4 separate regions of the Sus scrofa genome follow, and regions 1, 2 and 4 are each linked to region 3. A link is a contact called in public Hi-C and promoter capture Hi-C data. All regions are on one chromosome and are shown on one strand. Each heading gives the region's core, a stretch centred on a gene start, on an enhancer-like site or on the middle of the called end of the contact. The rest is flanking DNA. Distances are from core to core; before and after follow the strand shown.

Region 1 (7,016 bases), core at 4,310-6,809, 310 kb after region 3:
ACCCAACAACAGTGTGGAATTCCCTAGGAGTTTGTAAATGGGGTCACATTCTGATCACTTAGAGAACACAACTAGTAACTGGAAATGAATTTAACCATCAGTAAAACTCCAAAATATTATCTGCAAAGGAGAGGCTGATGAGATTTGGAAACATTCAAATCCAATTTTTGCTCCACTGTGTACTTACAGAGAGCCTTCTTTAAAGAGCTCATCTGGGAGTTCCCATCTTTTGGCTCAGCAGTAACAACTAGTATCCATGAGAACACGGTTCGATCCCTGGCCTTGCTCAGTGGGTTAAGGAGCCAACGTTGCCATGAACTGTGGTGTAGGTTGCAAATGCACCTCAGATCTGGCGTTGCTGTGGCTGTGGTATAGGCCCGCAGCTGCAGCTCAGATTCCACCTCTAGCCTGGGAACTTCCATATGCTGTGGGTGTGGTCCTAAAGAAAATGAATAAGTAAATGAAATAACAAGCTCAACTGCTGAGTTCCTGTTGTTTTTCAGTGGAAACAAATCCAACTAATATCCATGAGGACTAGGGTTCAATCCCTGGCCTCGATCAGTGGGTTAAGGATCCAGCATTGCCATGAGCCGTTCAGATCACAAGTTTCTGTGGCTGTGGTGTATGCCGGCAGCTGCAGCTCTGATTCAACTGCTAGCCTGGAAACTTCCATATGCCGCGGATGCCGCCCTGAAAGGCAAAAAAAGCCTGCCTCATAATAGACATTTGATAAAGTCTGAATGGATGAATGCATTAAAGGTAAGCCAGGAGTAGGAGGAATTATATGATTCATTAAGAAGTCTGGATTTTATCTTGGGGGTAAAGGAAACCATTAAAAGATTTGAAGCAGAAGAATAAAATATAAAAGACTCAATCAATCCCACTAGGCTGAGATGAACTGTTCAGATAATTGGACAATATAAATTGCACAGTGATAGAATAAAAACATAAGGGGACCATAATCCAGCCTGGAAATACCTGAACTGAGTAGGAGATCATGGTTCTTTTTTTTTTTTTAATTAAAGTATAGTTGATTTACAATGTCATATTAGTTTCAGGTTGTACACAGTGATTCAGATTTTGTATATACATACTGTATATTATAATTATTATATTATATAGTATATATATACTTTTTCAGTTTCTTTTCCCTTATAGGTTATTACAAAATATTGAGTATAGTTCCCTGGGCTTTACGGTAGATACTTGTTAATTATCTTTTTTTTTTTTTCGGTCTTTTGTCTTTTTAGGGCCGCACCACAGCACATGGAGGCTCCCAGGCTAGGGGTCCAGTCAGAGCTATTGCTGCGGGCCAGAGCCACAACAACTCTGGATCCAAGCCACATCTGCGAGCTACACCACAGCTCATGGCAATGCCAGATCCTTAACCCTTTGAGCAAGGCCAGGGATTGAACCTGCAACCTCATGGTTCCTAGTTGGATTTGTTTCCAGCTGCCGCTACATGGGAACTCCCATTTGTTGGTTATCTATTTAATATATAGTGTGTGTATGTTAATCCCATCCTCCAAATTAATCCCTTCCCCCAGGAGATTATGATTCTTAACCTACTTGGGGATCTTTTAAAAAGTACTCATACAGGAATTCTCTGGTGGTACAGTGGGTTAGGGGTCCAGCGCTGTAACTGCTGTGGCAGGAATTCCATCCCTGGAACTTCCACATGCCTCAGATGCAGCCAAAAATAAATAAAATTTTAAAGTAAATAAATAGGAGTTCCCGTCGTGGCTCAGTGGTTAACGAACCTGACTAGGAACCATGAGGTTGTGGGTTCGATCCTTGGCCTTGCTCAGTGGGTTAAGGATCCGGCGTTGACGTGAGCTATGGTGTAGGTCACAGACGTGGCTCGGATCCTGTGTTGCTATAGGCCAGAAGCTACAACTCTGATTCGACCCCTAGCTTGGGAACCTCCATATGTCACGGGTGCAGCCCTAGAAAAGACCAAAAAAAAAAAAAAAAAAATTAAATAAATAAATGTTAAAAATAATTAAAAAAAGGAGTTCCCGTCGTGGCGCAGTGGTTAACAAATCCGACTAGGAACCATGAGGTTGCGGGTTCGGTCCCTGCCTTTGCTCAGTGGGTTAACGATCCGGTGTTGCCGTGAGCTGTGGTGTAGGTTGCAGACGCAGCTCGGATCCCATGTTGCTGTGGCTCTGGTGTAGGCCGGTGGCTACAGCTCCGATTTGACCCCTAGCCTGGGAACCTCCATATGCCGCGGGAGCGGCCCAAGAAATAGCAAAAAAAAAAAAAACCTGCTCCAGTCCAATTAAATCAGTGCCTCTGGGTTTTTTGTTTTGTCTTTTTTTGGTGTTTTTTTTTTTTTTGCTTTTCAGGGCTGCACCCAAGGCATATTGAGGTTCCCAGGCTAAGGGTAGAATCAGAGCTACAGCTGCCAGCCTACACCACAGCAACACCAGATCCAAGCCATGTCTTCAACCTATGCCACAGCTCACAGCATCACTGGCTCCTTAACCCACAGAGTGAGGCAAAGGATCAAACCCACAACCTCATTGTTCCTAGTTGGGTACGTTTCTGCTGCGCCATAATGGGAACTCCAATACCTCAGGGATTGATTGACATGCATATATTTTTCAAAATTATTTGTTTGTTTGTTTGTTTTTCAGGGCCGCACTCGCGGCATATGGAAGTTCCCAGGCTAGGGCTCTAACCAGAGATATACCTGCCAGCCTACACCGCAGCCACTGCAATGCAGGATCTGAGCCGTGTCTGCGAGCTTACACCACAGCTTCATGACAACGCCGGATCGCCCACCCACTGAACGAGGTCAGGGATCAAACCCATATCCTCATGGATACTGGTCAGGTTCATTACTGGTAAGCCACAATGGGAATTTCCCATTTTTCGAAATTATTATAAAATATTGACTATATGCATTACAACTCCATGACTATATTTATTTATTTATTTTTTGCCAAGATCAAGACATGTGGAAGTTCTTGGTCCAGGGAATCAGATCCATACCACGGCGTGATCCAAGCCACAGCAGTGACAATGCCTGATCCTTAACCCACTGAACCACAAGGGAACTCCCGTGACTTATTTATTATATAACTGATAATTTGAACCTCTTAGTCTCCTTCACCTGTTTCACCCCTCCCCCAAACCCTTTCTCCTCTGGTAATCAATAGTTTGTTCTCCATATCTGTGAGTCTGTTTCTGTTTTGTTATATTTGTTTTGTTTTTTAGATTTCACATATAAGTGAAAACATACAGTATTTGTGTTTCTCTGCATCTATGCATTTTTAAAGCTCGTAAAGTCATTCCAGAGTTGAAAAACCACTAAGTTACAAGGATATTCCAGACAGAGAGCAAAGGCAAAACAGCTAAATATTGATGGTCATGAGTTATAGACACAGAGAACCTGGGACTTTATCTTCTAGGTGATGGAAAACATTTAAGGACTTTTTTTTTTTTGGTCTTTTCAGGGCTGTACCTCCCCATATGGAGGCTCCCAGGCTAGGGGTGGAATCAGAACTGTAACCGCTGGCCTACACCACAGCCACAGCTACGCTAGATCCAAGCCGTGTCTCTGACCTACACCACAGGTCACCACAACACCAGATCCTTAACCCACTAAGCAAGGCCAGGGATTGAACCTGCGTCCTCGTGGATGCTAGTCAGATTTGTTTCCACTGAGCCACAATGCGAACTCCTTTTTCCATTTTTTTTGAAGTATTTTAAATAAAGAAATGAGGAATTTTTTTCCAATCCAGGTGCAAAGAGTCATTAAGTTAATCTTATTCTTTGCTTCACAGTATTCTGTTGTGAAAATTAATAAAGAGAAATCTCATCCAAAATGGAGCTGGGAAGGAGTTCCCGTTGTGGCATAGTGGTTAACAAATCTGACTAGGAATCATGAGGTTGCAGGTTTGATCCCTGGCCTTGTTCAGTGGGTTAAGGATCTGGCGTTGCTGTGAGCTGTGGTGTAGGTCGCAGACATGACTCAGATCTGGTGTTGCTGTGGCTGTGGTGTAGGCCGGTGGCTACAGCTCCAATTTGACCCCGGGAACCTCCATATGCCGGAGATGGGACCCTAAAGAGACAAAAAGACCAAAAAAAAAAAAAGAAAGAAAAGCCCCTGCACTTTGAACTCCCAGGTTCCCTCAATAGACTGTTTGTAAAGCCCCTCTCAACTGTCCCTTCTTTATAAAAGAGGGAGCCTCTTCTTTCTTCTCTGGACTGTGGTTTACCATAGATTGCCTGTCCACCACTGCAATTCTTTGCTCTTCTATAAGAAACCCATTTTGCTGGTAAAATACTGGCTTTTGTTTTAGGTTTATACTGTCATCATTTGAGTTCATAAAAGACCCCTCTCTAGTTTTTTTTCCCCCTCTTCATCCCTAAGCCCTTCCTCTCCTCCCTAAAAGCACCACTCTAATGTGTTTATTTGTCCCTGAATATATACACACTTGTTTTGTGGGTTCAATCTCTGTTGTGTTTAATTTGCCTGCAGAATTTAATTGTGCCATAAGTATAATCATTTTACTTTCTTTCACAGAACACTTTTTTTTTTTTACCTTTTAGGGCTGCACCTGCAGCATATTAAATTTAATCCCAGGCTGGGCGTCAAATTGGAGCTCCACCTGCCCGCCTGCTTCACAGCCATAGCCACTCAAGATCCAAGCTGCATTTGCAACCTGCACCACAGCTCATGGCAACGCCGGATCCTTAACCCACTGAATGAGGCCAGGGTTTGAACCCGAATCCTCACAGTTACTAGTCCAATTTGTTAACGCTGAGCCACAATGGGAACTCCCTATTTTTTTTTTTTTTTTTTTTTTTGTCTTTTCTAGGGCCACTCCCTCGGCATATGGAGGTTCCCAGGCTAGGGGTCGAATCGGAGCTGTAGTCACTGGCCTACACCACAGCCATAGCAGCTCAGGATCTGAGCTGCGTCTTGGACCTACACCACAGCTCAAGGCAACGCCGGATCCTTAACCTGGCAAGGCCAGGTATTGAACCTGCAACCTCATGGTTCCTAGTCAGATTCGTTAACCACCACGCCACGAAGGGAACTCCAGGCACTCCCTATTTTTATCTTTTTAAATTGAACTATGGTTGATTTACAATGTTGTGTTAGTTTCTGGTTAGCTAGCAGTGATTCAGATATATATTTTTTCCATTATAGTTTATTACAATATATTGAATATAGCTCCCTGTTCTATACAGTAGGATCTTATTTATCTATTTTATATACGGTAGTTTGTGTCTGCTAATCCCAAACTTCTAATTTATTCCTTCCTCTTCCCTCTGCCCTTTGGTAACCATAAATTTGTTTACTATGTCTATGAGTCTGTTTCTGTTTTGCAAATAAGTTCATTTGTATCATTTTTTTTTAGATCTCATATATAAGCGGTATCATGTGATATTTGTCTTTCTCTTCCTTTTAGGAAGTAAGTTTTTTTTTTGCTTTTAGGGCCACACCCACTGCATATAGAGGTTCCCAGGCTAGGGGTCAGATCTGCGCTCTAGCCACAGCAATGCTGGATCCTTAACCTGCTGAGCAAGGCCAGGGATTGAACCCACAAACTCATGGTTCATAGTTGGATTTTCTGCTGAGCCACGATGGGAACTCCTAGGCAGTAAGTTTTTATGTAATTTTTTTTTTCATCTTCTATGAGAGTTGTTTACCCCCATTTTTTAGACAAGGAAGTTGAGGCCTACAGAATTTGCACATATAGCAAGTGGCGGAGCTTGAATTCACACCTTAGTCTAACTTTCAAGACAGTGCATTTTACTACTCCAAACAGCCTCTATGTCATAAAAGCATGGCTGTTTACCAGGCTCTCTTCCACCAGATTGCACACTTCTTGTTAAATGCTATTTTGGACACTTCTGGCACATACCTGGCACAGTAGATGCTCAGGAAATGTCCGTGAAAGGCTGATAGGCAGGTGCGTGGGGCAGAAAATAGACCCTTGCTTGCTGAATTCCGGCCTGGCAGTCTGGATACTTTTGGAACTTTGACAAAGGTCTTGCCTTCTCTGAGTCAAGACTGGGGAAAGGTGCAGAATTAATACCATAACCCTCTGAGGCTTCTTCCCGCCCCAGCCCTTGCCTCAGCGCTGGCAGCTTTGCCATTGTTACCTTCAAAACGTGCCAACCCTCTGGCCCCAAGAACATGCTCTGGAGAGCAGGTTCATTGGCGCAGCGGTTGGGTAGCTCACTCCTGCCACCTGGTGGTACTTCGAAGCTTTGCTCCCTCTTCTTTCAGGGTCCCGGATCTAAGAAGGTGTTACCTGAAAAAGTCTAGAAGCTATTTGCACACTGCCCTTCCCTCCAAGAACTTTTCTCTGGAATCCCTTCCCATTTGCAGAACATACTGAGCTGAGCTGGATGGCGTTAAGACCTTTAAAGATTCTGAGCTCTGAGAAGATTGTGTGTACAAAAATATTTTCTTTTCTTTTTTTTAAGTCCCCCTGCTTTGCTTCCCTGTGTACTAAGCATCACTGGATATGGACACCACGGACCCGGCTTTGGAGAAGAGAAGCTTCCTAATTTAAGCCTATGGACCACTTGAGAGCAAAGGTTGTTGTGTTTTATAAACATTTGTCTTTCTGGGGACCCCACAGTGCCTGGGAGGTAAGAGGAGATAATCAATGTCCGTTTTTCGGTCTTTACCTGAAATGTAACCCTGGCTGGCCTGTTGTTAGGACCCTTGGAGACCACCTCTGCTTTATCACCACCTTGCAGGGGTGCCTAATGCCTATCTGCCTATCTCTCGCTCTCTTTTTTTTTTTTTTTTTTTTTGTCTTTTTGTCTTTTTGCCATTGTTTGGGCCGCTCCCGCGGCATATGGAGGTTCCCAGGTTAGGGGTCTAATCAGAGCTGTAGCCACCAGCCTACGCCACAGCCACAGCAACGCCAGATCTGAGCCGCATCTGCGACCTATACCACAGCTCACAGCAACGCCGGATTCTTTTAACCCACTGAGCAAGGCCAGGGATCGAACCCACAACCTCATGGTTCCTAGTCAGATTC
Region 2 (6,938 bases), core at 1,332-3,831, 340 kb after region 3:
AGAGTTACGGACAACCACTTTTCCTTGAAACCTCTACTGCTTCTCCCTCTCAAGGAGAATTTTCCCAGCCAATTTCTCCAAACTACCCCCAGTTTTTACATTCTGCTTTCTTTTTCTCTTTCTCCCTTTTGTTTTTTTTACGGCCACAGGTGTGTCATATGGAAGTTCCCAGTCCAAGAGTCAAATGGGAGCTGTAGCTGCTGGCCAGATCCGAGCAGTGTCTGTGACCTTCAGGACAGCTCATGGCAGCGACGGATCCTTTAACCCAATGAGCAAGGCCGGGGATCAAACCAGCATTCTCATGGATCCTAGTCAGGTTTGTGACCACTGAACCACGACGGGAACTCCCTCCCTCTCTTTCTTGCTGTGCCCATGGCATGAGGAAACTCCCAGGCCAAGGATCAAACCTGCCCCACAGCAGTGACCAGAGCCACAGCAGTGACGAGGCCAGATCCATAGCTCGATGAGCCACACAGGAATTCCACTGCTTTTTAAGTTTTCTGTGAATTCCCAAGTGACAGTAAGCTATTTAAGCGGGGGAGATACTCAGTGTTGTCTGTGCAGTATCACCTGGGTCTTTTTGGAACCACAGCCTCAGAGCTCTGCCCCCAAATTTGCATTTTAACAAGTTTCTCAGGTGAATCTTCTGTCCATTAACATTCTGGAGCCCCTTGTTTTCTGACCCAGGAATAACTCTCTTGGAGGGAACGTTTCAGGTAGAAAGGTGGAGCAGTCACAGAACTCCCGGGGATTTCCCCTCGTGGCCCAGTGGTTAATGAACCTGATTAGGAACCATGAGGCTGAGGGTTCGATCCCTGGCCTCAATCAGTCAGTTGAGGATCCGGTGTTGTCATATAGTGACCTGTGGTATAGGTTGCAGATGGGGCTCAGATCCCATGTGGCTGTGGCTGTGGACTGGCAGCTACACTTCCGATTCAACCCCTAGTCTGTCTGGGAACTTCCATATGCTGTGGTGTGGGTGTGGCCCTAAAAAGCAAAAAAAAAAAAAAAAAGTCTCCTGGATTCTCCAATGAGACTGGCTGCTTTTGGGAGTGGGGACTGTGCCTTATGCAATTCTGTGTTCTCAGAACTTGGTCCTTGGAATTGCTCATTAAAATTTGTTAAATGAGTGAACCAATGCCCATGGTCACCTAGTTCATGGCAGAGTTATTGCTAATCCTCACCGATATCTGTTTCGCACTTTACAATTTATTAAATGGCTTCATTTCCATTATTTTTACGGGAAACAACCATGTGTAATAACTAGGACACTGCAAGGGAGGGAGCTGAGGCCCAAAGAATTCAATGATTTTTCTGAAGTTATACAGCTGTAAGAAGAGGACCCCCCCCAGGCGTTCTCTTGTGGCGCAGCAGGTTAATAAACCGCCATTGTCACTGCAGTGGCTTAGGTCACTGTTGTGGAGCAGGTTAGATCCCTGGTCTGGGAATGGCCATATGCCTCTGACACGACCAAAGGAAAAAAAGGAAGAGGAGTCTTCATTCTGTATTAGACTCTCCAATTCTAGTTCCATTCTTTGTAGCTACAGTAGGATCAATCTCACTTTTTTTTTTTGGAGGGGGGGGTGCTGCTGGTGGTTTAGGCACAAGTTCCTGGGCCAGAGACTGAATGTGCAGCACAGTAGCAACCCAAGCCACAGCAGTGACAACACAAGATCCTTAACCTGCTGAATCACAGGAAACTCCAATCTCACTTTTTAAAATATGAGTTTCAGGAGTTCCCGTCATGGCTCAGTGGTTAACGAATCCGACTAGTAACCATGAGGCTGCGGGTTCGATCCCTGGCCTTGCTCAGCAGGTTGAGGATCCAGCGTTGCCTGAGCCGTGGTGTAGGTCGCAGACAAGGCTCAGATCCCACGTGGCTGTGGCTGTGGTGTAGCCTGGCAGCTACAGTTCCGATTCAACCCTTAGCCTGGGAACCTCCATATGCTGCGGGTGCAGCCGTCAAAAGACAAAAGACCAAAAAAAAAAAAAACACCTAGTTTTGGTATTTTTTGGTCAGATCTCCCTGTGCCTCACTTTCCTCATGGTGACAGAACAGTACCCACCTCATGGGGTTGTTACAAAGATTATACAAGCACTTATAATAAGTGCTCAGGAAATGTTAAGTTTCCCAGCTGTTCCCACTTTTCCTTCCAGGAGGCTTAACTCTCTGGGCTCTAGTTTCGGGCGAGCGCAACACTCTCCCTCCCAAGGCGCTCCACCTGACCTTCCTTCAGCTTTCCAGCCAGCTAGCTGCCCGTAACACAGCGGGTATTTTCCTCTGGGCGATCCACAGTCCTAGGAGGGTTTAATTAGGTACTTCCCTGAACGTGGCTTATTTTGGGCTTTCCGAGAGCTGAGAGTGAGTGGGGGACGGTGTTTGGGAATTCGGAACTGGGAAAAACAGCAGTCTCATAGGAAAAAAAGAAAACAAAGCAAACCAACACTCCGACCTTCAACTAGGGGTCGGCTCTACGGACTGCCTGCGTCTCTCCCCCTCCGGCCGCCAGGCGGCGCGCGAGGACGCCCCGGAAGTCTGTCCTGGGACTTCGCGTGCGTCCTCTTTCTCCGTTGCCCTTCCACTCACTTCCGTTGAGCTTTGCAACGTCTTTTGTCCCAGGCGGCTACCCGTACGCATCCGAATCTAGCCCGGGAACTAAGAGACGGAGGAGCGGGATCCGCGAGTTTACTGATTCCGGACCTCCTGGGGACCTGCAAGATGTGCTCCTTGGGGTTGTTCCCTCCGCCGCCGCCTAGGGGACAAGTCACCCTATACGAGCACAATAACGAGCTGGTGACAGGCAGTAGCTATGAGAGTCCGCCTCCTGACTTCCGGGGCCAGGTGGCCGGGGCGAGGAGGGAGGGGACCTACAGGCATGGGGGGCGGAGTCGGAGAGAATCGGGGAGCAGAGGCTGTGTGACAGGGGCGGGGTTGCGGTCCCCAGCCTGGAGGACTGGAAATAGTCTGGCCCCGCTGGAGAAGAATGGAAGGGCTGAAATGTATTTTAGTGGGATTGTTGGATGAAGGATGCTGAGAAGCTGTGGGGCAGGCCCAGAGGGAACGGAGAGAGTGAATGTAGGGGATGTGAGGGTGCAAGAGAACTTCGGAAAAGTTGGAGACGGTGTCTGGGAGAACTAGGAAGGCACAACCGCAACCTGGGGAGTTTTTCCGCTGCGCTTTTCCTGGGAAGGAAAAGGAAGAGAAACTGACGTTTATTGAGATTTTGCTATGTAAGGTGGAGGCTCCGAGTCAGGTGTTCTCCACAGATGTTTTAATAATATGTTTTTTTGCTTTTTAGGGCCGCACCCTAGGCATATGGAAGTTCTCAGGCTAGGGGTTGAATTGGAGCTGCAGCTGCTGGCCTACACTACAGCCACTGCAATGCAGCATCGGACACACGTCTGTGCCCTACACCACAGCTCATGGCAACGCCAGATCCATATCCCACTGAGTAAGGCCAAGGATCAAACCTGCATCTTCATGGGTACTAGTCGGATTTGTTCCTGCTGTGCCACAATGGGAACTCTTTTAATAATGTGATTTAATAATCACAACAACCCTATGAAATATTATTGTAGTTTTACAGATAAGGGAGCTAAGACCTGTCTCCCAGTCCCACAAGTGTATTTGTGGACCTGGAAACGGGTCCCTGGGGCCTCTTCCCCTCAGCCCAGCTATAGGTCCAGTAGGGAGTTCAGTAGAGATCTGGGGAAGAGACTAACTCAGTGTTATACCTCTCACTTCTGGCTCCAGTGGATCAATCTACCTGTCCTAAACCTGACCAAGGATCCCTTGAAGACCCCCGGAAGGCTGGACCATGGCACAAGAACTGCTTTCATCCACCACCGGGAGCAAGTGTGGAAGAGATGCATCAACATTTGGTGAGACATGGCCCCGGGTCTCCTGGGCCATGGTCTGCAGATCCTGGAGGAAATGAGGTCACCATCCCTCTCCCTCCGCCTTGGGCTTCCTGGCCCTCTCTAGCTCACAGCTGTCTCTCATTCAGCGTATTGGGTCATCAGTCCCTTGTGTGGAACTGAAGGCTGTGCATTTCATCTCCAGTGTCTTGCCTGCCTTTCTGGTTTGATTTTGTGAACCTGCTCTCTCATGTGATTATCACTTTCAGAGCCTTTACCTGAAACTCAGCAAGGTATAAGATTGGAGCCAATAACCTCATGTGTAGGTCATTCTTTTTTTTTTTTCAGGGCCGCACCTGCAGCATGTGGAAGTTCCCAGGCTAGGGGTTGAATCAGAGCTACAGCAGCTGCTGGCCTACACCATAGCCGCAGCAACTCGGGATCCGAGCCGCACCTGTGACCTGCACCACAGCTCATGGCAGTGCCGGATCCTTAACCCACTGAGCAAGGCCAGGGAGCAAACCTGTATCCTCATGGATACTAGTTGGGTTCCTTACCGCTGAGCCACAACAGGAACTCCAAAGTCATTTGTTTTTCATGTGTATCGACAGAGCCATACTGCCTGGAGTCAATTCCTGGCTGTGCCGCTCTAGCTGTGTGACCTTGGGCAAGTTACTTAATCACTCTGTTCCTCAGTTTCATCTTCCATAAAATGGAACCTATCTTACAAGGTTGTAGTGATGATTTTGTTTGTTTGTTTTTTAGGGCCGCACCTGCGGGATATGGAGGTTCCCAGGCTAGGGGTCCAATGGGAGCTACAGCTGCAAGCCACAGCCACAGCAATGCTAGATCCGAGCTGCGTCTTTAACCTACATCACAGCTCACAGCAACACTGGATCCTTAACCCACTGAGGGAGGCCAGGGATCAAACCTGCAACCTCATGGTTCCTAGTTGGATTCATTTCCGCTGTGCCATGACGGGAACTCCTATAGTGATGATTAATTGAGTAAAACACTTAGAGAACCGTGCTTGGCACATGTTAATCCCTTCAAGAGTTAGCCTTTGTTATTATCATTGTCACGTGTCGGATGAATTCCTATAAGTGAAGTAGCTGGATTCAAAGGGTATGTTCATTTGTAATTTCATGAACTGTTACCATATAGTCCCTTTGTTAAGCTGTACATATTTACACACCCATCAGCAGTGTATGAGAGTGCCTGTTTCCCAACACGTGTGCTGTTGAACTTTGCTATCTGGTACTACGTTGCAGTTTAATTCACATGTCTCTCCTTGTGTGACGTTTTCATGGTCTGAGAAGTCATTCTCATTTCCTGCCTGTCTAGCTGCTGCTTCTCTTCCTAATGTGTCTCTCTTTGGCCACACATGTGACATGCAGAAGTTCCCAGGCCAGGAATTGAACCCGAGCCACAGCAGTGGCAAGAGCCACAGCCGTGACAATGCCAAATCCTTAACCTCTAGGCCAGCAGGGAGCGCCCCTGATGTTTCTTAAATGTTGGGGTCCTGGGCTGGCCTTGTGATTGACGCGCCACACCTGGGTGTTCCCTCGTCTGCCCAACACCCCCACTCGGATCGTCCACAGGCTTCACACACTCAGTGTGTTCACAATCAGTCTCTTCATTTCTCTTCAAACCAGCTTTTTTTTTTTTTAGGGCTGCACCCGCGGCATATGGAGGTTCCCAGGCTAGGGGTCGAATTGGGGCTACAGCCTCTGGCCTACGTCACAGCCGTGGCAACCTACACCACAGCTCATGGCAATGCCCGGATCTTTAACCCACTGAGCGAGGCCAGGGATCAAACCCGAAACCTCATGGTTCCTAGTCGGATTCATTTCTGCTGTGCCACAACAGGAACTCCCCAAACCAGCTCCTTCCTTGTGTTTTTCATCTCACGGAATAGCCTTTCTAGTCTTCCAGGAGCAAGCAGTTTGAGTGTAGGCTCTGGGGCAGACAGACAGGTTGAATCCTGACTCTGCTTCTTCTTACCTAGTTCACCTTGGTAATTAACCTCTACACGCTCTGTTCTCTCATCTAAACATGCAGATGATAACGATATCTGTTTTGTGGGGTTGTGATAATGGCTGCATTAGATGATGCCTGTGAAGCACCTGGCCAGCCCCGGCACACTGTCAGCAGTATTAGCTGCTATAATTATCACCCCCGTGTTTTCCTTGATATTACTCTTTACCTTACTAATTTCTGATTAGTTCCTCAAAGCCTGTCTATTCTTCTTCCTCAAGCTCTTAAATCTGTAATCTTTTTTCTGTCTTCAGTGGCCGAGGCCACATTGGCCTTTTCTTCTGGATTCCTGAAGTAGCCTCTTAACCCATCTCTTTCTCTCCATTCTTGTCCTCTTTTAATCTGCAGCCAGAGTGATCTTTCTAAAATGCCAGCATGATCAGCTTATTCCTCTGCTTAAACGGCTACTGTGACTTTTTATTCACTGTCTTAGGGCAAGTCTCGTTTTTTTGTTTTTTGTCTTTCTGTCATTTCTAGGGCCACTCCTACGGCACATGGAGGTTCCCAGGCCAGGGGTCAAATCAGAGCTGCAGCCACCAGCCTACACCACAGCAATGCCAGATCGGAGCCGCGTCTGCAACCTACACCACAGCTCACGGGAACACCGGATCCTTAACCCACTGAGCAAGGCCAGGGATCGAACCCGCAACCTCATGATTCCTAGTCGGATTTGTTAACCACTGAGCCACGACGGGAACTCCAAGTCTCGGTTTTTTGATATGTGCACAAAGCTCTAAAAGACCTCTGAGACTTGCTTGTCTCTTTGGTGAAATGGGCAGAATGAAAGGACAATAGGGAATTCCTGTGGCTCAGCAATAACAAGCCCATCTGGTGTTCTCAAGGATGTGGGTTCCATCCCTGGCCTCACTCGGTAGGTTAAAGATCCTGCGTTGCTGTGGTGTGGGCCAGCAGGTGCAGCTCTGGTTTGAGCCCTAGCTTGGGAACCTCTTTATGCTGCAGATGCGGCCCTAAAAAGCAAAAAAAAAAAAAAAAAAAAAAAAAATGAGAAAAGAAAAGGGATCTATACTACAGCTCACGGCAAT
Region 3 (7,088 bases), core at 3,935-6,434:
GCGTTGCTGTGGCCCTGGCATAGGCCAGTGGCTACAGCTCCGATTCGACCCCTAGCCTGGGAACCTCCATATGCCGCGGGAGTGGCCCAAAGAAATAGCAAAAAGACCAAAAAAAAAAAAAAAAAAAGAATCTGACAGCAGGGAGTTCCCATCATGGCTCAGCAGTTAGTGAACCTGACTAGTATCCATGAGGATGCAGGTTCGATTCCTGGCCTCACTCAGTGGGCTAAGGATCTGGTGTTGCTGTGAGCTGTGGTGTAGGTTGCAGATGTGGCTCGGATCCCTAGTTGCTGTGGCTGTGATATAGGCCCGCAGCTGCAGCTCGAATTCGACCCCTAGCCTGGGAACCTCCATATTCCGTGGGTGTGGCCCTAAGAGGAAAAAAAAAAAAAAAAAGAGAGAATCCAACTGCAGGAGCTCTGGTCACTGCAGAGGTGTGGGTTCCATCCCTGGCCTGGCACAATGGGTTAAAGGATCTGGTGTTGCCGTGAGCTGTCGTATAGGTCGCAGACGTGGCTCGGATCCCGCGTTGCTGTGGCTGTGGTGTAGGCTGGCAGCTACAGCTCCAATTAGATCCCCAGCCTGGGAACCTCCAGATGCCTCAAGCGCGGCCCTAGAAAAGAACAAAAAGAAAAGAAATATAATGTTGAATGAAAAGAGCAAGGAGTCCACAAAAAATATTACATCACTCTTAGTACGACAGGAAAAAAAGACCAAAATAAGCAATGTGGGAAAAATAGGAGGAAAAACCTTAAAATGATAAACATAAAATTCAAGGATGACTATGGGAGGGACACATGTGGGGCCCCTGGGTGGTCTTAGTAAGTTTTTTTTTTTTTTTGCTTCTTAAGCTGGGGGGTGTTTAATGGATGTCCATTAAACCATTATCATGCTTCATATTTTTTTTTTGCTGTGCCTGTGGCATACAAAAATTGCCAGGCTAGAGACAGAACCAGTGCCACAGCTTTAACCAGAGCCACAGCAGTGACAATGCCAGATCCTTACTCCACTGAGCCACCAGGGAACTCCTGAGGCAAGGATTTTTATCTTATTTTGTTCACATTTGTGTTTCCAACACCTAGAACAGCATCTGGCACACAGTACGATCTCAAAAAAAAAAAAAATCTGTTGAATAAATGACATGCATTAATTGCATTCTCTTATGTGATTCAAATATTTGAGGGTTTTTTTTAATAGAAAAAAAAAACTAATTTTCAATCATGGTGCCCCCTTGATCATTCTAGCTGGAAGTCATGTTGCCTCCTCAACTCCTATAACCCACGTAACCTTTTTTTTTTTTTTCTTCTTTTTTCTTTTTATGGCCACACCTGTGGCATATGGACGTTCTGATACAGCTAGGGATTGAATCAGAGCTGCAGCTGCCAGTCTACGCCACAGCCACAGCAACATAGAATCCGAGCCAAATCTGCAACTTACCCCCACAGATTGCAGCAACACCGGAGCTTTAACCCACTGAGTGCGGCCAGGGAATCAAAGCCCCATCCTCACAACACTATGTTGGGTTCCTAACCCGCTGAGCCACAATGGGAACTCCTGCGCTTCCTTTTTTATTCCCATTCACAATATGTAGTGTAACACATCACACATAGTAGATGCTCAGTTAATATTAGCCAATTACTTGAAGTTGCAAGAGACAAGGGCCATCCAGGAAGAATAGATTTATGCCATTTATATTTAAACTGAAAGAGAATTTAATCATCATCCAGCATTTTCCTACCATTTGCAGTCGAGAAAACCGAAGTCGAGAGAGGTCAAGTGATTTACTCACTCAAAGTCACATAATTAATTAGTAATAGGTCCCAAAGCTAGATTCAGATCTCTAACTTGCTGAACTTAGCTCTTCACAATATATCACAAGGACTTTTATTTTCTTTTTTGTCTGTGTGTTCCTTGGCTTGGGAGCCAAGAAATGGCAGGGACCAAATCTGTTCATACTGTTTCTGGGTAAATATGTAGGGCATGTACAAATTTGTCTTACAAAATCAAAGGAACTTGGGTTCTTCCCAGCAAAAACTTTGTTTGACCATCCTTCTGTCACCCACCCTCCCGCTGATCCCTCTCTTGGAATCCTGGATTCTAATGACCCTTTTCCTTCTTCCATCTACTGTTTTCTTTCTCCAGGAGGAGGGAGGTTTACTGATGGCTCACAGTCCTGCTGTCCTGGGAACTGATTTAGCAAGAGAATGTAGACAGTCCTTCAGTCAGGGGAGTTGCCTGGTGGACTAGTGGTTAGGACTTGGCACTTTCATAGCTATGGCCTGGGTTCAATCCCTAATCAGGGAACTGAGATCCCACATCAAGCTGCTGCATGCTGTGGTCCAAAAAAAGTAGAAAGAAAGAAAAGAACATCCCTCAGTCAGTGCTCACCAGCCCCAGAAGCTTGAATTTAACAATCATAAATAAACAAGTTCTCGTGGTGGCACAGTGGAAAGGAATCTGCCTAGGAACCATGAGGTCGCAGGTTCGATCCCTGGCCTTGCTCAGTGGTTTAAGGATCTGGCATTGCGGTGAGCTGTGGTGTAGGTCATAGACATGGCTCAGATCCTTCGTTGCTGTGGCTGTTTTGTAGGCCGGCAGCTGTAGCTCTGATTGGACCCCTAGCCTGGGAACCTCCACAGGCCTTGAGTGTGGCCCTAAAAAGCAAAAAAAAGCAAAACACACACACAGACACACACAAATCATAAATAAATAGAGGAGCACAAGACCCAAGAATAGTCCTTATCGGTAGTACAAAAATACCAGTTCAACTATACACACTGCCTGTTTATCAGAAAGAAAGAGAATCCTAGCAAGTTAATAATGAACTTAGGGATCACCTACTTCTGATTTTTCCAAATGAAGTCACTGAAGCTTTGAGAGATGTAGGAGCCTGCATTACTTGGCTAGTTACTAGCAGGGCTGGGACCAGATTCCCAGTCTCCTGCCTCCAAGACAGCTGTTCTTTCCATGCCCCACGCTGCCAACATGTGCATCTAGCAAAATGCATCATAAAGTAGCCTCATCTTAAGCCACTGGGAATGAAAAACAAATTATTCGAACCCTTCCTCTTCTCTCTGGCACTTTTTTTTCCCCTTTGTATTTCTGTGTCACAGTTTCTCTCGCTCTCTCTTTTTATCACTCTTCTGTTTCCCTCTTTAATCCCTCTCTGTGTTTGGGTTTCAAATTGAACGGTGGTACGCCTGCAGAATTCTCTTGACTTTTCTTCCTAAGCAATTGTGTTTCCAGTCCAAAGGCAAACATGCATAAAGCCCATCAAGACTCTGTCTTGGTGACCTTTGTGGAAAAGAACTCTCAGAATTTCTATATGAGAGGTGTTGGACCTCCCTCCTAGCCTATCCAGTCAATTAAAATGAGTCTCTAGCCCCTCGGAGGATTGTTAACCAATCCTAAGAAAGAAAAGATCAATCTCATTTTTTCGTCACCACCGTGCAGGGAGACTGCTACCCAGTCAGAATCCGCCACTCACAGTCATTAGAAGAACTGGCCAATCAGGCCAACCTTGCTACATGGTCTGGTAGGAAAAAAAAGGAAGTGATTGGAAAATATAGTTCTGGCTCCACACCCTTTCCTTCCTGGAGCCGTTTTCCATTAGTGAAGTAAAGAACAGACCCTTGCCCAAGCTCTTGGTTAAGAAGAGACCCTTAGATAATGTCCTCTTGGATCATCATATTCTGCTATCTTTAAATTCTCCCCTCCGCACAGACCTCAACTACATTTTGCAGTCTCACCCCTATCGATTTAACCTCTGGCTTCAGACCTGATAACAATAGCCCCCAGGATTCTTAGCCCTCCCCACAGATCTCCACCCACTAACCTGTTAAATAACTTATGTGTGATTTATGTAGGTGAAAAAATTCAGTAAGTGATAGTTGAGTCTCTCAGGAGATACCATTGCAAGGAGCTTGCAATAAAGTCTCTAGGGAGCAGAGCAGAACTGAGTTGCAATCCTCCCAAATATATTACTACTACTACTAACACCAAAATAACCATTATTATTACTATTACTAGCACTTATTTAAGCTCTTACTGAGTTCCAAGCACCTTGCTAAAAGTTTCACTTTTTTTTTTTTTGCCTTTTAGGGCAGCACGTGCAGCATAAGGAAGTTACCAGACTAGGGGTCAAATGGGAGTGCAGCTGCTGGCCACAGCCACAGCCACAGCCATGCATGATCCCAGCCAGTCTGCCACCTACACCGAAGCTCACTGCAATGCGGGATCCTGAACCTACTAAGCGAGGCCAGGGATCGAACCCACAGCCTCTTGGATACAAGTCAGGTTCTTTACTGCTGAGCCACAATGGGTACTCCCAGGCTTCACATATATTATTCTACTATTTGCTGCCCAGTAAGCACTATTATTATTCCCAGTTACATAAAGGAAAATCGATATAGTGGGGTTAAACCCATTGCCTGAGGTCACACAGATTTGGGAACCCAAATGTGTGGATCTAGAGCCCAGCATTGAATGGGGGTAATAGAGAATTCAACATTGCAGACTATGACAACTTATCCAAGGAGCCAGCTTTAGCTCCCTCAAGGGTGCCTTCTCCAATCCAACTTTGGGATAGTTAGAGATATCCGAGAAGGATCTACATTGTCTCAACAAACAGCTGCACCAACCGGTTAGTCGTGGAGTCTCAAGAACTGTAGACTTTTTGTCTCCGAGGTTGCGTGGCGCGGTGGGGGTGTCTGGGGACTTCAGAGGATATCCTTGCCTACCTGTCTTTCTTTTCTCCTCTAAGCATCTTACACTGTAGCCTGGCACCTCTTGGTACTTGGTAAATACCTGTTGCTATTTTCGTAAGGATCCCAGCTCCATTCCTCACCTCCCCCCGCCTCCATCCCCACCCCAAGTGAACACCTAGAACTGAAGGGCGATCTGGGCATTTCGGGGGAACCTGTGAGAATCCTCATCGAGCTGGGATCGTGGATTTGGGAAAGGCGGGAAATCGCCCACCCTCCTCTCCTCGCCCGCTTCTCCGATTTCTCTCCACTCCTTCCCCTCCCTTTCAGGAGCTCAGGGCCATAAAAATGCAGATGGAGGATCGGTGTGAAATAACGGGCCCATATAAATCCCTCTGCCGCCCGCCTGCAAGATGGATTGGCCGCATTGAAATTCCTCCGCGAGGATAATTAAACTCGGGGCCTCATCCGGGCAAAATTACATTCCTGTAATGGCGTCGCTCGGGGTCCCGGGAAATTGCTCCGTGGGCTTTCAGCGGCGGTTTTTATCGCCGGCCGGGGTGTGCCTGGCTGCGGCTCGCCTCTCCTCCGGGACCGTAAAGCTGCTGCCGTGATTTATCCTCCCCTTCTCCCAAATCCGATTAAATGGAGGAGCTCGGGGCCGGGGCGCCGCGGGGCCCGGGAGCCGGGAGGGGGCGGCGGGAAGGACGGGGCCAAGGAGGGGAGGACAAACGGCCCCTCAGAGGGTGGCGGATTTGGCTTTATTTACAGCCGCGGCTTTCTTTTTATTTTTTATTTTTTATGGGGGTTTGGTGAGCTTTCCCCGTCTTTCTCGTGCTGCGTTCAAGCACGATGTCTGGACGGCCGGGGTTGGGCATGGGGGGAAATGGGTAGGCCTTGCTGATCTCCCCCCAAAGGGGCCGGTCAGACCCTGTCGGGGAGACAGGAAAACCCAGAAGAGGTGAGGGCCGGGAAGCCCATACTTCCTACCATCGGGGAAAGGACAAGCGAAAGGGCACGAGGGAGAAGCCGAAAGGCTTTCTTGAGAGCACCTCCTGGGGGCACTGCTTATCTCATCTCGCGTAGATGAAGCCTGGGCAGAGGCACAGCCATGCCTGGGGTGACCCTTGCAATCTCACTGCAGGTCACTGGTGCCCGTTACTCTTTGACTGTTGCAGGACTCAGGAAAGAAGGTTTAAGATCAGGGCGCTTGAGTCCTAATCACCTTTAGCCCCTATTTTCTGGTTCGCAGATGCTGGCTTTCTAATAGCTGATCACTGAAAAAAGAAAGAGGGAAATAAAGGCGAAGCCACTAGAAGCAGCTGGAACATTTTGTGGACTCCTTGCCCCTTGAACGGGTTTTCCATCCATAAAGCCAGGGTCCCAACGACCGAAGGCAGGAATCCTGTGACTTTATTTTCTTCCTGCCACATTTTAGACACTGAACCTCGGTCTCCATTGTGTGCTATTTAATACTGACATTCTGGGTAGGTTTTTTTTGGGGGGGTTGGTTTTTTGCAATGTAACTGCGCATGCTCAGAAAGGGGAAGCCAGTCCAAGATCCCTAACGCCGTGCAGAACAAACCGCAGGCCACGTTGCGGATCCGCTTACAGCTGCCCTCATTTCTGCACTCGCTGGTCTCCGCATGCAGTTTCTCCTTTCAAACGCCAGGTGGAGTGGTTGGCCGGATGCCTCAACAGAGCTGGCAGGCGGCGCTGTGGCACCTGGGCCGACCCTCAACGTTGCTATCACTCTATCCTTGGTGGAGCGACTCGTTAGTCCAGGCCGCACATGCGCCGAGGCTTCCTTTCGCTATCCCCGCCCCCTCCCCGCCCCTCTCTGTCTTCTCTGCCCTGGGAGCAGGTAAGGCCTTGGGCCCTCGTTCCCGCGTTGCGCCGCGCACGCGCGTGGGCTTCCCCCCCTTGCGCGGATGCTCTGAGGCCCTTACCCTTGCATGCTCCCGCCCCGGCCCTCATGCCCTCCCTTGCCGCCGGTATCCCCGCGCCTTGGGACGGCCCCTTCCGCGTGCCGGTGACCTCCAACCGCGCGGGCCTGGCGCCATCTTGGACGTCTCGTGGCTGGGGCGGGGGGAGGGCGCCTCTTCGGAGCTGGCGAAAGTCGGAGCCGCAGTGCGCCTTTCACCTGACCGGGCTCATCTTTTCAAACCCTCTTTTCTTTCCCTCGTGCCCTTTCAGAGCTGTCACAACGCCCGGACTCTCCTTATCTTTGCTTTTTTTCTTATCCTCAATCGTGCCTTCCTAATCCTGTAACCTCCAGATTTTGGTCCCCTGAACTCAGGTGCCGAGCAATGGAAATAGTGGCTCGGCTAGAGCCACCAGTCCTTTTAGTCAACACCCCTCAATTTAAAACGTAAGCTGTGGAAA
Region 4 (6,800 bases), core at 1,244-3,743, 290 kb after region 3:
GAGGTGACAGGCTGTGAGCCACTCTCTTGGGACCCGGAGCTGCTAATCGTGACTGCCTGAGAACTAGGAGTCAAGGTAGCTGCAGAAACGCTGTTGACAGGTAGCAAGGTAATATTACCATTCAGGGCCACTGGTACATTGGTCACATACTGAGTCTGTCCTGAGAGTACATTATTAGCTAGGCCTTGGAGGGGGACAGCCTGCTGGAGTAGGTTTGGCATAGCAGCAATGATGTTGCCTCCACTTCCTCGATTTGTGATGATCTGTTGGTTTGCACCTGGTATGATCTGTATCTGACCTGAACCATCCTGCTGTACTTGGGCCCCAGTGGCAGCAAACTGCAGCTGTTGCCCATCAACCGTCTGGAACTGTGGGATTACTTGATACTGAATATTAGGCATCACTCCAGGCAGTCCTGTTAGGACTTGCTGGTTCTGCAGGTTGGATGTGGCAGCCACGACATACTGCCCACCAGAGACAGTGCGATTCTTGGAAGACTCACCACCATTGTTGCCATTGGTACTGCTGCCACTTTGTTCCTTCGAGGTAGGGGTAGCCCCAGAGGAGGAAGAGATGATCTGCCAGCCATTGGCACTCTGGGAGAGCTGTGTGGCTGTGAGGTCAAGCTCACCTGTGCTCCCGGACTGGCCTGGGCCCTGGGAGTTGTTACTGTTTTCATTGGGTGACTCAATTCTGCTGCAGGTTGCTGCCAGCAGAGCCAAAGGGGATGGCTGGGACTCCTGGCCAAAAATAAGGGAGAGGAAAGAGATTAGTTTAGTGACACCAGCTGCCAGCCCTGGGGGCAGTAGAAAAAAATAAACAGTAAAAAAAACCCAAAATAAATAAATAAACAGCAAAACAGTGCCCCCCCCAAGCAAACAAAAAGCCAACCTATCTACACTGCTGAAATTTGAAATTCTCATCTTTGGGGATCTCCAAGTCACTTGTCTCTGTACTTACTTCCCTATCTGTAAATTAGCCCTTTCCTAAAAATTTTTTTGTGAAAAGACAATCATCTAAGAATATCTACATCCTCTCAACACGATGCCCACTCTGTCCAGATGATCACCTACCTGCCCTCCTCCTCCTCCACCGCTGCTGCTACTGCCTGTGCTGCTGCTTCGAGCCTGAGAAAAGGCACCACCATTACCACTGCCCCCATTATTGCCACCAACTCCTTTTTCAATCTTCACCACAGCTGTCATTTCATCCATGGAGTGATCTTGGTCTAAAAAGAATTAAAAGATAACTTAAAGTTGGGGAAAGAAAAAAGATAAAATGAAGAAGGGTAAGGAAGACTAGGACCAAACAAAAATGACTAACAGGAAGGTGAAAGTCCCAGTATTTAAACAAACAAACAAAAAAGGATTGGGGAAGAAGAGACAGCTGTAGGGCTAGGAAGACCTGAACTGGGCCCCTTGGTGCCAAAACTGGGCCGCAGTTCTCCCTCGTACAAAATTAAACTCAGAAAACAATGAAAAGGTGCTTTTGGTATAGACAATGTAAGGGTCCGTGGACATGTTGAAGGAGTTTAAAAGTATCCTGCGGGGAAAAAAAGGAGAAATATAGATAAGGCATAAAACATGTGGGTGGATGGAAAGCTTGCTCAAATTAGGGTCAAAGGAGATGGAGAAAGGGAAGAATTCAAGTGTAGAAAGTCACAAGAGGAAAGGAAGGGGAAGGAGAAAAGATGAGATAAAAAGTTTTGTAGGGGGGAACATTTGTGAATACTAGAAAGGGGCTAAAGAGGTCCAGGGGTTAGAAATCAGGAGTTTCGGGGCGGACAGAGGGCGGGCCCTAGAAGGAAAGGGCGGTTTCGGGGTGAGGGGCGTGGAAAGGGCGGGACGGTAGGGGGAGGGGTAATCTACGGGGGGGAGGGGTAACCTTCGGGGGGTGGGGGGAGGAGGGCCTTGGGGCCGGCGGCGACCAGAGGGCGGACCAGGGAGGCGGTTGGCCCGGGCGGGGCCTGCACTGCTCGGGCCGCCCCCGCGGCTCCAGCCCCCGGCAGGAGGAGCCTCAGGCGGGCGGCCGAGTAGTGGGGGGTAAGGCCCGTCCCCCGTGGCTGGGGCGGGCAGGGGGCGGGCGAGGCCACGCTGCCCCCTCCCCCGGGGCGGGCGGCCCATCCCCCTCCTCCTCCGAGGCCCCGCCACTGCCCCTTCTCCCTCCCTTCCCTCCGCCCCGGGCGGGACCAAGGCCGCCGCCGCCGCCTCCCGCCCGCCCCCCTCACGGCGGGGACCGCCCGGTCGGCCCTCGCGCGCGCCCCCTCACTCCCCTCCCACCCCTAAGCTTGGAGTGGACTCATCCTTACCGCTCATGGTGGCAGCTGAGGGACGAGCTCAAGGGGGTCCTGTCCGGGGGGGTTGGGGGGGCCAGGAAAAACGCGGACGCTGACGAGGCAAGCGAACCCGGACCGGACAGGGAGGGGGGGGTAAAGAGGAGGGAGCAGCGCGCCACAAGCCCGGCCTAGGCCCCGCCCCTCCACTGCTGCCCCGCCCAATAAGGGAGGGTGAAAGGAGGGACTTGCAAAAGAAAGACAGGCAAATTACCCAATGGCGAGACTCGTTTGCTCTCTAAGGCGTGTAAGACAAAGTTGCGTGCGTGGTGTCCGCCCAAAAAGGGCGCCCTCTCAGTTTTAAAAGCCAATGAAAGGTGCAGGAAGTGAAGATAGGCGGGATTTAGAGATGATAGGCTTGGAGAGAAACCAGTCAACTGCCAGGCGGGCTCGCTGAGACGTAGGGATAGGAAGGGTTTTCATTGGAATGACAGAACAGCGACCAACCAAAACCCTGGGCAAGCCTGGGCAAAGTCCTGGTGGGAGGTGGTAAAAAGTAGACAGGAATGGGATAGGATGAAGCTTATCAAAACCAATCAGAAATCAGGCGGGCGGCCAGGAAAATTATGATTGGATTAACACTGAAAAGAGACGCGCTAGGACACAAATTGACGTGAATAAAAGCCAATTGAATGCTGCTTAAACTGTGAGGGCGGGAACCTGGAGTAGGCAGGGGAGAATTGGCGGCTGCTTCAGTCACTCAGCCCAATGAGGCAGCGAGGGAAGCCAGGCACCGCCTCCGGCTTGGCCAATGGGCGTTACTAGAGGCGCCAGTTGTCGGGGAGGTAACAGGGCTGTGCCAAGAGGAGTCCGTCGCCATTTTGGCCCTCCTCTGGGGACGTCTTTACCGTGATTAGGTGGCAAGGCTTCAGCAGAGCCCTGCAATTCAACAAGTGTCAGGGCCGAGCCCCGCGGCGCGTCGCATTTCTTCCTCGACATCAGGGCTTGTTTGAGTCTTCACTTAACCGCTTTTAAAAGTACCTCTCAGGTCTCCCCCCTCCGCGGTGGGCGGACTGGCAGGCGGATGCCTCAGAATATGGTGTAACCCCTGTGGGTGCTGGCGCAAGGAGATCTGGCGAGGGCGCTCATACAGTAGGTTAATAACGCACTGACCAATTTGCAAGGTCTTTGTGAGACTCCAGCAAACGCCATTTTACTAAATTCCCCCAAAGTTGATAGCTACTTAAGGCCGGTTAACTCTTCGAGAGCTTGCTTTTGAGGCTAAAGAGTGTTGGAGGACTTCCTGGAGTTCGAGGTCCTGTAAGCTGCTACCCCACCCCCGCCCCTGCCTCTACCCCGTAATTGTAAATAACGTTTAAACATAAAGCAAGTAGCCAGATAGAGTGCCTGCTTTTTGCAACTGCAAAGGTTAGAGGTGATTTTTCCCGAAACACCTGAATTTCTGGCTACTCATTCTGCCTCTCCTTTACCCTAGTTTTGGTGGAGGCAGCCTGCGTGGCCTGTCAATAACATAAAGCCATTCTCTTTCGCCCTTGTAGGTTCTATGTTGCCACTTCATTATCTACAACTCGGCACTTCTCCATATTACTATCATGTCTTAAAGTATGGATTCCCGAAAACTGAGGCCTCTACTGCTTTGGGCAAAGCCTGAAGAAGGTGAATGTTGGAATTCCCATTGTGGCTCAGTGGGTTATGAAACTGACTAGGAGCCATGGGGACGCGGGTTCATTCCCTACCTCGCTCGGTGGGTAAAGGATCCGATCGCGCTTTGCCATGAGCTGTGGTACAGTCACAGACATGGCTTGGATCCCACGTTGCTGTGGCTTTGGCCTAGGCTGGCAGCTGCAACTTCGATTTGACCCCTAGCCTAGGAACTTCCATGTGCAGCAAGTTAGGCCCTAAGAAGCAAAAAAAAAAAAAAAAAAAAAGGTGAATTCCTACAGCGTTAGGTACCTAGGGCATCTAGGCATCTTGGCATTCCTTATGTCATTCTCTTAAGGAAGATGTTAGTATTAGAGACAGTATGTATTTTGTAAATGAAGATATGGAGGCTAAGAAGTAACTTGTTCAGGATCACAAGCTGAGATGTAGTGTCAGATTCCAAGCCAGAATAGGCCCACAAAAAGTCTTCTATGAATCCTTAAGTCAATAAAACAATGCCTTGTATAACCATTTATAAAAATGAGCTTAAGGAGTTCCCGTCGTGGCGCAGTGGTTAACGAATCCGACTAGGAACCATGAGGTTGTGGGTTCGGTCCCTGCCCTTGCTCAGTGGGTTAACGATCCGGCGTTGCCGTGAGCTGTGGTGTAGGTCGCAGACGCGGCTCGGATCCCGAGTTGCTGTGGCTCTGGCGTAGGCCGGTGGCTACAGCTCCGATTCAACCCCTAGCCTGGGAACCTCCATATGCCACGGGAGCGGCCCAAGAAATAGCAACAACAACAACAACAAAAAGACAAAAGACAAAAAAAAAAAAAAATGAGCTTAATAAAAAGATTTTTATTAAAAAAAAAACTTATTGTTACCTTCTAGGTCATGAAAGAAAAAAATCCTGCCCATACTTCCAAGACAGCTCAAATAGCATAATCCTCTGGTATGACTTTATTATAAAACATCTCATTACATTTCAATTAATAGCATCTCTCCCTATATGAAAGTTTCTCATAATATCAGGATATCTATCCTATCCTCTGGGTTGCCTTATTATTTATTCATTAATTTTGGCCCCTGCATAAATTCCCCACCTGGGATGGAACCCAAGCCATAGCAGTGGCAACACTGAATCCTTAATGGCCAGGCCACCAGGAAGCTCCAGGCTGCTTTTTTTTTTTTTTTTTTAAAGTAGATCCCCAGACCCTGTCTAAGACCTAATAAATTAGATTCTCTGGGCTAGGGCTTGAGAATATGCATTTTTCAGTAGCTATTCAAGGGATTGGTCCTGAAATTAAGAGTTTAAGAAACACTAAGGGGAGAAACTGGAGTGAAGAAACTTCCAGAAGGAAAGAAACTTCCTGGAGGGAAGAAGCTGCATTACTCATCTTTGTAAACCAAGCTCTGGAGATTCCAACAGCTGTTTAGTGTATTTAGCAAAAGGCCACACCCAGGCTGGGGGGAAGGGAGGAGGAACTAATACTGTGGAGCAGTCCTCTGAACAAGGCTTTTGTATGTCTAACTTAATCCTTTCAACCAATTTAAGAAATTGTGGCTGTGGTGTAACCAGCAGGGCCCTAAAAAGTGAGAAACATAGCTTGTTTATTGATAGTTTCTGAGAGAAAACGGACATCACCCATCTTGTCCAATTCATCTGGGAAAACCTGAACTAATTTTCTTTAGGCTAAGCAAAAAACAATGAATAAACTTATTTTAAGTCAGTCTTTGTAACCATTTGTGAAATCATTTAAGTAACTCCTAATGACTGTGTTTAAAAGCAATGTGGATTATTTGACAGTCTCCTTCTAAACCACTCATAAGAATATATGCACTTGGAGTTCCCCTTGTGGGGAAATGAATCCAACTTGTATCCATGGGAATTCAGATTCGATCTTAATTTGTGTGTCGGGGATCCAGTGTTGCTGTGAGCTGTTGTGTAGGTTGCAGTCATGCCTTAGTCCATATGCCACAAGTGTGGCCCTAAAAAGCAAAAAAAAAAAAAAAAAAAAAAAAGGAAGCATATATGCACTGGAGTTCCTGCTGTGACTGCAGTGGGTTAAGAATCTGACTTCATTGGCTAGGGTCACTGCAGAGGCACGGGTTTTATCCTCAGCACAGAGCACTGGATTAAAGGATCTGGCAGCCCAGTGCACTAGGTTAAAGGATCTGGTGTTGCCACAGCAGTGGCTTAGGTAGCAGCTGCAGCTCAGATGCAATCCCTGGCCTGGAAACTTCCACATACAGTGGGCCTAAGAAAACAAAACAAAACAAAAAACTAAAAATCACATCTTCAACCAGACAAAGCAGCCTGAGGGCCAGAACAATGCCTTTCCACTTTGTATCCTCAAGGCCTGGAATAAACACTTGATAAATGGAAGAGGAAGCCTGCCTAGTCCCAAAAATCCTGATTAGGTCTCCAGATATTATAATGCCAAAGACTGACTCTTAGCCTTCAATTGGTTGAAGGCTAAGAGTTACAAGTTAACCTGATTTTGAAGCTACTTTTACAAGTTAACCTGATTTTGAAGCTACTCTTTGATCTTAGCAATTTCCCACATAGCAATCTGGTAACTGGAACATTTTACAAATTAAAATACACAAATGATTTGAAACTCTGCTCTTATTAAAAAGAACAAAATAATGCCATTTGCAGCAACATGGATGGAACTAGAGATCATCATAGTAAGTTAGAGAAAGACAAATGCCTTATGATCTCCCATACATGTGGATTCTAAAATATGACACAGAATGGAGTTCTCATCCAGGCACAGTAGAAACAAATCTGACTAGGAACCATGAGGTTTCGGGTTCGATCCCTGGCCTCGCTCAGTGGGTTAAGGATCCAGCGTTGCAATGAGC

Evidence for each region. Promoter capture Hi-C pulls out the DNA fragments that hold promoters and counts their contacts. A called contact is a pair of places that touch in the nucleus more often than the background predicts.
Region 1: a contact with region 3 is called in a Hi-C map of liver, with 3 times the contacts expected there. The contact joins the promoter of SP7 here to the promoter of ATP5G2 in region 3. A contact is called at or near these places in 4 of 47 Hi-C or Micro-C datasets (embryonic fibroblasts, liver, skeletal muscle and 1 more) and 1 of 2 datasets of contacts at active chromatin or transcription factors (alveolar macrophages).
Region 2: a Hi-C map of undifferentiated spermatogonia shows a contact between it and region 3, with 2.4 times the contacts expected there. The contact joins the promoter of AAAS here to the promoter of ATP5G2 in region 3. A contact is called at or near these places in 2 of 5 promoter capture datasets (fetal liver and liver), 2 of 47 Hi-C or Micro-C datasets (embryonic fibroblasts and undifferentiated spermatogonia) and 2 of 2 datasets of contacts at active chromatin or transcription factors (alveolar macrophages and skeletal muscle).
Region 4: a promoter capture Hi-C map of fetal skeletal muscle shows a contact between it and region 3, with 2.9 times the contacts expected there. The contact joins the promoter of SP1 here to the promoter of ATP5G2 in region 3. A contact is called at or near these places in 1 of 5 promoter capture datasets (fetal skeletal muscle), 1 of 47 Hi-C or Micro-C datasets (liver) and 1 of 2 datasets of contacts at active chromatin or transcription factors (alveolar macrophages).

The regions. Positions count from the first base shown.
Region 1 is chr5:18,565,211-18,572,226 of Sscrofa11.1, reverse strand. It overlaps SP7 (transcription factor Sp7), which reads left to right and starts at 5,559. Exons shown (of 5, transcript XM_021091715.1): 1 at 5,559-5,618; 2 at 6,451-6,564.
Region 2 is chr5:18,533,478-18,540,415 of Sscrofa11.1, reverse strand. It overlaps AAAS (aladin), which reads left to right and starts at 2,581. Exons shown (of 16, transcript XM_003355403.4): 1 at 2,581-2,842; 2 at 3,755-3,882. The coding sequence starts at 2,720.
Region 3 is chr5:18,878,029-18,885,116 of Sscrofa11.1, reverse strand. ATP5G2 (ATP synthase F(0) complex subunit C2, mitochondrial) reads left to right here and starts at 5,184. Exons shown (of 5, transcript XM_021091719.1): 1 at 5,184-7,088.
Region 4 is chr5:18,584,456-18,591,255 of Sscrofa11.1, reverse strand. It overlaps SP1 (transcription factor Sp1), which reads right to left and starts at 2,493. Exons shown (of 6, transcript XM_005652567.3): 1 at 2,309-2,493; 2 at 1,074-1,228; 3 at 1-740. The coding sequence starts at 2,315. It overlaps LOC102163309 (a long non-coding RNA gene), which reads left to right and starts at 2,620. Exons shown (of 3, transcript XR_002343962.1): 1 at 2,620-3,592; 2 at 3,832-3,949; 3 at 4,824-5,244.